3 separate regions of the Mus musculus genome follow, and regions 1 and 3 are each linked to region 2. Evidence: chromatin contacts called from public HiCAR-type and promoter capture Hi-C data. All regions are on one chromosome and are shown on one strand. Each heading gives the region's core, a stretch centred on a gene start, on an enhancer-like site or on the middle of the called end of the contact. The rest is flanking DNA. Distances are from core to core; before and after follow the strand shown.

What was found. Promoter capture Hi-C pulls out the DNA fragments that hold promoters and counts their contacts. HiCAR-type assays count read pairs that join an accessible place to other places.
Region 1: a HiCAR-type map of astrocytes shows a contact between it and region 2, with 4 times the contacts expected there. The contact joins the promoter of Bicc1 here to the promoter of Ccdc6 in region 2. A contact is called at or near these places in 3 of 39 promoter capture datasets (the 3T3-L1 cell line and hippocampal neurons) and 1 of 115 datasets of contacts at active chromatin or transcription factors (astrocytes).
Region 3: a promoter capture Hi-C map of pre-B cells shows a contact between it and region 2, with 9 times the contacts expected there. The contact joins the promoter of Tfam here to the promoter of Ccdc6 in region 2. A contact is called at or near these places in 13 of 39 promoter capture datasets (the 3T3-L1 cell line, the C10 cell line, the HPC-7 cell line and 7 more), 9 of 484 Hi-C or Micro-C datasets (B cells, CD4 T cells, the G1E-ER4 cell line and 4 more), 5 of 115 datasets of contacts at active chromatin or transcription factors (the 230-238 cell line, astrocytes, effector CD8 T cells and 2 more) and 2 of 9 other capture datasets (adipose tissue and liver).

The regions. Positions count from the first base shown.
Region 1 is chr10:71,158,284-71,161,491 of GRCm38.p6, forward strand. It overlaps Bicc1 (BicC family RNA binding protein 1), which reads right to left and starts at 1,407. Exons shown (of 21, transcript NM_031397.3): 1 at 1,138-1,407. The coding sequence starts at 1,333.
Region 2 is chr10:70,095,691-70,098,794 of GRCm38.p6, forward strand. It overlaps Ccdc6 (coiled-coil domain containing 6), which reads left to right and starts at 1,431. Exons shown (of 9, transcript NM_001111121.1): 1 at 1,431-1,891. The coding sequence starts at 1,610. All of the region lies in intron 2 of Gm51771 (a long non-coding RNA gene), which reads right to left.
Region 3 is chr10:71,236,510-71,239,504 of GRCm38.p6, forward strand. It overlaps Tfam (transcription factor A, mitochondrial), which reads right to left and starts at 1,535. Exons shown (of 7, transcript NM_009360.4): 1 at 1,331-1,535; 2 at 407-522. The coding sequence starts at 1,431.

The DNA of each region.
Region 1 (3,208 bases), core at 157-2,656, 1.1 Mb after region 2:
GAGAGGAGTTCTCGGCCCTTCCAGAACCGCCTGCCAAGCACTCCTGATACTTATTTCCACCAAGTTATTGTTTAGGAAAACATGTTGTTCTCTCTTAAAATAACCCTCTTAATTGTTCCGAGAAGCCACTGCATTTCCAGAGAGGAATAACTTGCTCCCATACTGCGATACATTGACAGATAAAGTCAAAATAAGTCACGCAGACAGCAATAAAAGCGAGTCTGTGGACCTCCAAGCTTCCCGGGATGAAGGATGAGAGCTACCGAATCCTCACCTCTCTCCCTTCCTGGGAGCAGGGGCCAGATCTCCTCAAGTCTTAAAAATAATGCACATTCCAGCTACCTCATCTCTGCCTTTGGATGTGGGAGGTGAGCCACACAGGTAGGCTGCGAATGGACATTTTTAAAGGTCAAAATGACCTTGGATCTGTTACTGCTCACTCTAATCCTAAAGCAATAAATCAGCATTTGCTTCCGATCCAGTGTGGAGAAAGTTTCTCTTCCTGGGAAAATCCCAGAAACTCTATAAAGAATTTGAAAAAAATTTTTTTTAAATTAAAAACCCAAAATATGAAAGTCAAGTCAGACTCCCACAGCTGCAAGGGAGAAGTTTATGGACTGAATGTAACTCAAGATGTCTTTTAGGACTGCCCTGACACATGCTACCCTGACACATGCTACCCTCGCACTGCCAGGGCACAGATCCCCACGCCTGGGTGACTTGCTCCAGCTCAAGACTCCGGCGTGGGGGCGGGGGCTCCCAGCTGAAGCCTTGACATCTGCAGCGCTTTTCCAGGCGACGAGAGCAGGCCCTAGCTGGAGGAAGCGGATACTAAGGAGGGGAGGGAAAAGACGCGGCAGGGGTGGCAGAGATTCCAGGCTGCGGGAAGCCGGGCAAAGTCCCGCACACTGGGCGGTCCCGTAGTGTAAGGATGCCACGGCCCAGATGTCCCAGCTGCAGCTGGCACCGCCGCGGTCCTAACAGCAACTTCGGAGCTGCAGCACAAACTCGGGCCTCCAGCTCCTCGGATCCGAGCAAGCTGACAAAGTTGGGGGGGAGGGAGGGTGTCCCGTGAGCGGACTGAGAGACGATCCTGTGGCGGACTTGGGAGAGGATTAGGAGCAGGGGCATGCCTACCTTGGAGCATGGCCTCGAGTTTCTTCCTGTCCACGCGGAAGCGCTCCTCGCTCCACTCCGGGCTGTGCAAGAGGGGCGCCGCGGCCACCAGATCGTCCTCGGAGCCGGCCACCGGCGAGTCGGTGCTGCGCTCGCTGTTGGAGCCGGGGTCCGACTGCGCCGCCGCCAGGTAGCCCGGCTCGCTCTGCGAGGCCATGGTGCGAGCGGCGCTCGGGCTGCCGCCGCCCCGGCCCCGGCCGATGTGGCTCGGCGCGCCGCAGCGCTAGCTCGTGCCCCCGCCGCCGCCGTGGCCGCGGGAAGCCCTGCGCATCCCCGCCTCGGGCGCCGCCCCCCGCCCCGCCGCGCCGATCGCCTGCGCCCCGGCCCCCGCCCGCCCGCAGCGCCCGCTCCGAGCGCACAGAGCCGCCCGCGCCTCCGGCCGCCGCCAGCCCCGCCGCCGCCTCGCGCGCTCATTGGCCGGCCAGGCCCACGGGGAGCAGCGGGCGGGAGCGGCCAGCCCGCGCCCTCTCACACGCACCACGTCCACACGCCGCGCGGCGCCGCCCGGAATGCCTGACCCATCGCGTGGACCCTCGGGCTCTCGGACCCCCTCACCCAGTTCGAGCCTAGCGCTCCTGGGGTGCCCCGCCAGACGCCCTCGTCACTTACTGCCACTTTTTTGTACTTTGATGGAGACTCCATCAAAACTCACAAACTTTGATGGAGACTCCATCAAAAACTCACTCCTGCCAGGCGTACAAGCTTGCTTATCCACACCCGAATCCCTTACTGTCACTTTTCTATCCCTATACCCGAATTCCATCCCTCTCCATACTCAGAATACTCCAAACTTAGATCAAGTTCACCCCAAAGTGCTCAAAGGGTATGCTCCCAAGTCCAGTCCTATTTACAGACCCTCAGAACACCCTGAGTCTGTCCCACAAGCCTGAATGAGAATAGAGAGTAATAAAAGGAGATCTGGGGACAAGAGGGATTGATGACCAACTTTTGCAGATGTCAGAGTAGACTTGACTTGTGTGCACCTAATCGGTCCAATCCAAAGATACCTTCGCCAGATGTGCCCTTCTCTGACTTTAATTTCAGGCCTTGATTCAACAAGACACTACTTTCGCCACCTTAAGCATCTATCTCTGTCTGAGATCACAGAAATGGCTGGCTCATTCTCTAGACAGGCTGGGAGCTCCTCTCTGTTCTAGGCGGCCCACAGATGAAAGCCTCGCAACTTCTGATGCTGACTGCCCGCCAGCCCACGCACCATCACTCTCAAAGCGGAGCATAGAGCTCAGAGGATGAAGTCCTGCTGTGAGCTTGGAACACTCGCCCCCACGCCACACAGAATCGTACTGCCTTTTATTAAATGACCAAACGCACAAGAGTATCTGTTCTACGTAGGAGGATGATGGTGTTAAATATGGTAGAAAAGCACTGTGCTACCGAGGGAAGAAGTAGGTTTACAAGTGGGGTGAGCCATAGGGTTCACCTGGGGCCCATAGATAATCATACAGTGTGTGTTTGAATCAAAACTCTTACAGGGGGCTGGAGACGTGACTCAGAACATAAGTACACTGGCTGTCAAGCCAGACAACCTGAGTTAGACCCTCAGGCCTCACATGGTGGAAAGAGAGGCCCAATGCAGGCAAGTTGTCCTTTTTGGCCATACCAAGAGCACTTTGGAATAACACTCTCACACGCATACACAAATAGATAATAAAACGGAACTTTAACATATCTCCAGCTGGAGAGATGGTTCAGCCGTTATAGAGTTCTTGGTGCTTTTCCTGGGGACCAGAGTTCCATTCCCAGAGCCCACCTTGCAGGGCTCACAACTGCCTGTAACTCCAGCTCAGCTGTGTTTGGTGCCCTCTTCTGACTTCTTCTGGCACCTGCACTTGAGGACATGTACACACACACACACACACACACCATAGATAGATAGATAGATAGATAGATAGATAGATAGATAGATAGATAGATAGATAGATGGATGGATGGATGGATGGATGGATGGATGGATGGATGGATGGATGGATGGATGGATGGGTGGGTGGGTGGGTGGGTGGGTGGGTGGGTG
Region 2 (3,104 bases), core at 181-2,680:
TGTCTGGGTTGTTGACTAGAGGCAGCCATCTTGGTAAACCTGAGGTCAAGGTTTCACCCCTGGCAGGTTAAGAGTTATTCCGAGGTGAGACCAGTTCCTATTTAGCAGTGGGGACGAAACATGTCTAACCACTGGATCCAATTTGGTTTAAAGACAAGGTTATGAGCCAGGAAAGCCATGTAGTCATGGCTAAGCGCTTTATAAAACTATAAAACAGTTGACAGCCAGAAAACACTTTTCATCCCGCACCCCTTTATTTTGCATTTTGTTTCCATGAGTTTGTTCTTCCGTCGACTAAACTTGGATAATAAAGCCCGCCTGGTTAGTTTCACTTTCCATTTTTTCCCCCAGAAACGAAAGCTGTTTTGTATCAGGAGGTGAAGTGTTTAGACCCTTCTCACCTGCTAGGCCTGTTTCCTACAAGCAAGCTCTCCTAAGAGGGAGGGGCCTAACAGTATTTGAATTTCTGATTCTTTGAAGCTGGGCTCTCTACAGTAGTAATTACGGTTTTATTTTTTAGCTCCTGGAGTTTTGTAGGAGTTGGAGAGCAGCGGATAATAATGGTTATACAGTTCCCCTCACTTAATCGTGGTTATTTGTTTAGCATTGTGCCTGCAGTTACTTTGGAAAATTGGTACTTGAAGTTTGTTTCAACCCTTCTGAGATTAAAAAAAAAAAAAAATTAAATAAAGCTCCCGTTTCTTTAACTAGACAAATCTTGGTTTCTTAATCCTATCCCCGTGACCGGTGCAGAGTCTTTGCAGGAGGTAAAGAGAAAAAGGTGGGTGGCGCCTGGTTCAAACAACTGGACGCACCGGGGCCTTGTGGCAAGCTAGGCTAACCTGTGGCTGCCGACATGCCACAACACAGACAGACACACAGAGAGGGAGAGAAATAGATACACAGACACACAGACAGACACACAGATACTCTTCTTTTTCGACCCACTGCAGTGCAACTTTCTGTTCCCAGCCCCAAGCGCGGTCTGCACGGGGCACCCTGGGGGAGATCCACGCGCGCCGGCGCCGATCCAAGGTGCCAGGCTCCAGCTGAGCGGGGGTGGGAGGGTGGGGTGGCCCAAGGAGCCCGGCTGCCCCTCCCACGTGTCCCGGCACCTGCGGGGCTGGCGCTGCGTGGGGTCCGCCTTTCTCCGGAAGAGGCGGCGCGGCGCGGCGGTGTATGTGTGTGTGTTGGGGGGCTGGGGCCCGGGGACGCAGGGGACCCTCCGGGGCGGGAGCACGTGCGCGGGGAGGCGGCGGGGGCTCGAGCGTCTGTGTGCAGCTGCTAGGAGAGCGCTGGGGCTGGGGCTTTGCGGGGACGGCCCCGCGGAGCGCGCCAGAGTCCCGGCGCTGCAGTACTGCCCGAGTCCGGGCGGGGTCTCTGTTCCCTGGCGGAGCAGCTCGCGCGGCCGCGGGAAGCGCCCTCTCTTTCTCCGCCGCCGCCGCCGCGCGTCTGCGCCCTGCCGCCCGCCCGCGCCGCGCTCTGAGCTCCCCCGCTCCCCAGCTCCCCCGCCGCCGCCGCGCGCCCGGCCCCGCGCCCACTCGCCGCGCGCCCACTCGCCGCGCGCCCGGCCCTCGGCGCCCGGCTCCCCGCGCCCACTCGCCCAGCCATGGCGGACAGCGCGAGCGAGAGCGACACGGACGCGGCGGGCGGCGGCCCGGCAGCCATGCAGTCGTCCTGCTCGGCGACCTCGGGCGGCAGCGGCGGGGGCGGCGGCGGGAAGTCGGGGGGCATTGTCATCTCGCCGTTCCGCCTGGAGGAGCTCACCAACCGCCTGGCCTCGCTGCAGCAGGAGAACAAGGTGCTCAAGATAGAGCTGGAGACCTACAAACTCAAGTGCAAGGCGCTGCAGGAGGAGAACCGCGACCTGCGCAAAGCCAGCGTGACCATCGTGAGTGCACCCCGCGGACCAGGGGGGACCCCCGAGTGCGCGCCCCCGTGCGGGGTTGCGGGCCTGCGGGCACAGAGAGCGGGCCTTGGGGCCACGAGCGCCCTCCCTCCCTTGAGGTGTTGGAGGTGCCTAGGGAGACTCCCCAACGTCCCCTCGTCGCCTAGGGTGGAGGTCCCTCCGAGCCAGGGCTAGAGGCTGGCGGCGTGGCTGGGGGGGGGGCGGGGTGGGACTTTCTCAACCCTAGGGTGCCTGAAGGCTCCGAATAGAGGGACACCCTCTCCGGAGCCCCCGTGAGTGGACGAAGCTGGGGTCTGTCCAGGGGTTAGTTGGGGAGACGGGGTGTGCCACTGGGCTGGGTCCCCAGTTGGCAGGAGGACGGCGCTTTGCTGGATCGCCGGCGCTGGGGGAGGGAGAGAGTGGCCCGGAATCCGGGAAGTGGAGTTTTCTGGCCAGGATGGAAAGGGAAGGGCGGGCACTGAGGCTACACCAGCACCCCGTTCGGAATCACTGTCCTTTTGGGCCCGGAGGGTGGGCGGGTACAGAGTAGTGGGGAGTGTAACGTCTGGCGCTGGCTGGGACAGGGTTGGAGCTTGAAACCAGGATGGAGGGTGGCCGCTGGGACTGCCTGGCTGAGCAAGGATGTACGTGCGTCTCCTTCATTGGTTCGAGAGTCTTAGGAGTACTTGCCTGTGAGTCTAGGTACTTGACGGGAACACAGGCCATCTGTTCTGTTTCTACCTGGCCCCTCGAGGCTCCCCTGGAAGAGGGTAAGATTAGTCTGAGATCAGCCTCCTGGTGTAGCCGAGTGGAAAGGCCCCCGTAGCGGTGATGAGGCGAAACGTAACTAGAAAAAGTACGCGTTGTGCTCTCACCTCCCATCCTTGCCAACTCTACATCATTAACATGCAGAATCCCCCACAGACAACCCTATTCAGATCAAAACAGTTTCCCAGCCAGCAGCACGGAAAGAAAATGTCAAGGAATCAAGGAGGATAAATTGCCAGAGCCGCTTGCACACAGCTGATTAGATGAAACCCTTCCAGTGGAGAAAAAGAGATTTGGTGGTGGGTCAGGGATCATATCCTGGAGACGAGAACGGGACAAATTTAAGCTGCCCTTGTGCCAAGAAAAAGTGATATGTGTGTGTGTGTGTGCCCTGTGGCTTCTATATGGCTGCCTTGGTTTGTGTAGCTAGCCGGTCTCAGTCTCCACT
Region 3 (2,995 bases), core at 285-2,784, 1.1 Mb after region 2:
CTCTTCACTCTACATGCTTTTGGTTTTTTGGTTTTTTTGGTTTTTTTTTTTAAGATTTACTCATTTTATGTATATGAGTACACAGTGGCCGTCTCCAGACACACCAGAAGAGGGCATAGGATCCCATTACAGATGGTTGTGAGCCACCATGTGGTTGCTGGGAACTGAACTCAGGACCTCTGGAAGAGTCAGTGCTCTTATCCACTGAGCCATCTCTCCTGCCCTCTACATCTTATTTTAAAACTATTTTTCTCATTTATATTTAAAGAACTTCTATTAGTTAAAAAAAAACTTATACAGACTACCAAAGAAAATGACTGTACTAGATGCTCTGGTAATGCAAATCAAAGATTGCAATTAAAAAAAAAATCATATCAGAGAAGATCATAAGCCCCAAACTCCTTACCTGGGTGTTTAGCTTTAAATTTGGGTAGCTGTTCTGTGGAAAATCGAAGGTATGAACTCATAGGTTTCTTTGGATAGCTACCCATGCTGGAAAAACACTTCGGAATACAGACAAGACTACACACAAGTAAAAAGAACGGAATGTCAGATACGTGTAACAGTCATACACAGATCTCAGATTCTAAGTACAAAGTCAGCCAAGGTGCTGTACATCCAACACCTCCACCTAAAATGCTAATAACTAGCCCAGCAGTTGTGGCACAGGCCTTTAATCCCAACATTCTAGTGGCAGAGCAGGTGGATCTCTGTTAAGTCAATGACAGCCTAGTCTACAAAAGGAGTTCTAGGACAGCCAGGGCTATGCAGAGAGACCCAATCTTTTAAATTAAAAAAAAAAAAAAAGTCAACCAATCAACCAAAAAAATATATAATCGTAATAACCTTTGAGTGCATTTCCCTTCCCTCTGCTGTGCTAAGAATTCAATTAAACGCAAGGGGCTTCAGCTGTATAAGCTCCATAACCGACTTACTTTAACAACCTACCCTAAGCAAAAAAATAAAAGAGGTTGCAGGGCTGAGGCTTGCAAACAGGGCAGGTTTGGGTGACCTAGCCAAACCAAAGAGGGGTGAAGCAAGTCCTAGCATCATGGGTGACCTAGCCAAACCAAAGAGGGGCCTGCAGGGCTAAAACAAGTCGTGGCATCCTGGGTGACCTCCTGGCAGCGTCCGGGCGAGCGTTCCGCGCCACAACTTCAGGGCCCGCCTCCAAGGCAGAAGGAGAGCGCCCTAGGCGCCGAAAGGTAGAAGGTGACAGGAAGTGGGGTCGGGTACCAAAAGGCGCGAGACCCCAGGCGGCCCGGAGGACGAGGGTGGGACGAGGGCAGACGGACGCCTGAACGAACGGCGTCCCTCGCCCGCGGCCTACCTGATAGACGAGGGGATGCGACCCCCGCAGCCCGCGCACATCTCGACCCCCGTGCGCCCCAGTGCTTTTAGCACGCTCCACATTCCCCGGAACAGCGCCATCGCTCGGGCCGACGAATGATGGCCCGGCGCCGTCCGGTTCGTCTCACGCAATACGGTGCCTATGGACTGCCACACTACCAGCGTGGGAACTCCGGGGGCTTGTTATCATGCCCGCCGCGCGCGGGGTACTGTGGGAAGCCCGGACTTCCGGTCCGCGGCAGGAGGCGGGGAGGACAGGAGGTGCTGTGCGTCCCCCACCGCTCAGTGGGCGGGGCCGGGCCGAGGAGGGGGCGGAGCCTGAGGCTAGGGAGGGTGGGCCTGGTCTAAGGTGGGTGTTGCTGAGCGGCGGCTTACCCCCAGGCCCCTGCCATGTGTTCTCCTGGGCTGCCTGCGTGCTGTTGCTGGACCATGGGCCTGGGCTGCCTACTGAGCTTCGTGACGCTGGTGCTGCGGCTTGTGTCACAGTGCCTGGCTACTGAAGTTAGAGATCCGTGGTACTGCTGATGCCCCAACAGCAAACTGCATGTTTCATGAGTCCGCAGGAAAGCCCACAAGGCTACTGGAGGGGTGGAAGAGAGGGAGGAGTGGTCTTGAAATGGATCGCCTTATTTATCTTCTCTTTAACAATTAATAGAAAGGAATGAGGGTTCCCAAGATGGCCCAGAGCCTGGCAAGCTGAGTTCTATCCCCAAGACCTACATGATTAAAAGAGAGAACCAACTCAAACAAGTTGCCCTCTGACTTTGACATACACACACACACAAACATGTACACAAAAGGAAATGTGTCACGAAAAAAAAATTAATAAACTGAACCCAGCTTGATGGTGCAGGCCTGTAATCCCAGCCCTTGGGAGGCGGAGGCAGGCATTCAAATTCATCCCCTGCTACATAGCAAGTTCAAAACTACATGAGACCCTGCCTCAAAACAAAAACCCAAACAACTAGCCCTCATAATAGCAACAAAGCAAGAATATTCTTCACTTGATCTTCTCCAAAAGGCTGAGAAGCGATAGCAAAAATATTCTTATATTAATACCTGAGCAGGGCATGCCAGAGCCCTGAATATTGTTTCCCACTTTGCAGATCACGTGGACTAGATGAGCTTAGCCAGCCAAACCACTGAAATTGTGGGACCAGGATGGACTTGAGGTAGTGTACAGTTTGTGTCCTACAAAAAACTCAATTTTTGTTTGTTTGGTTGGTTTTTTTTTTTTTTTTAATTCAATGGCATGGAAAAGATTAGGAAGATCTAAAAATGGTCAAGGGCTTCAATCTGTTAAAATATGTTGCTTAAGGTCTGGGAATGTGGCTTAACTGGTAGGGATGCCTGCCAGGATGCACAGAAAGCCGTTGGCTTAGATCCCCCCCATAAGCCAGGATCCTCACATAGAGCAGGCATGGTGTCTTAAGCCTCTAGTTCCAGAACTTGGGAAGCTGAGGCAGGACCACAAGTGCAGGGTTATCCTTGCCTACAAAGTAAATTCCAGGTCAGTCAGGCTAGAGACTTTGTTTCAAAGGTAAAATAAATAAATAACATTTAAAAATAACTATGTCATCCATCAGGCTCAGAGGTGAATGCTTTCACTCCAATCACTCTGGAGGTAAGAAGTGGGTAGAGATCT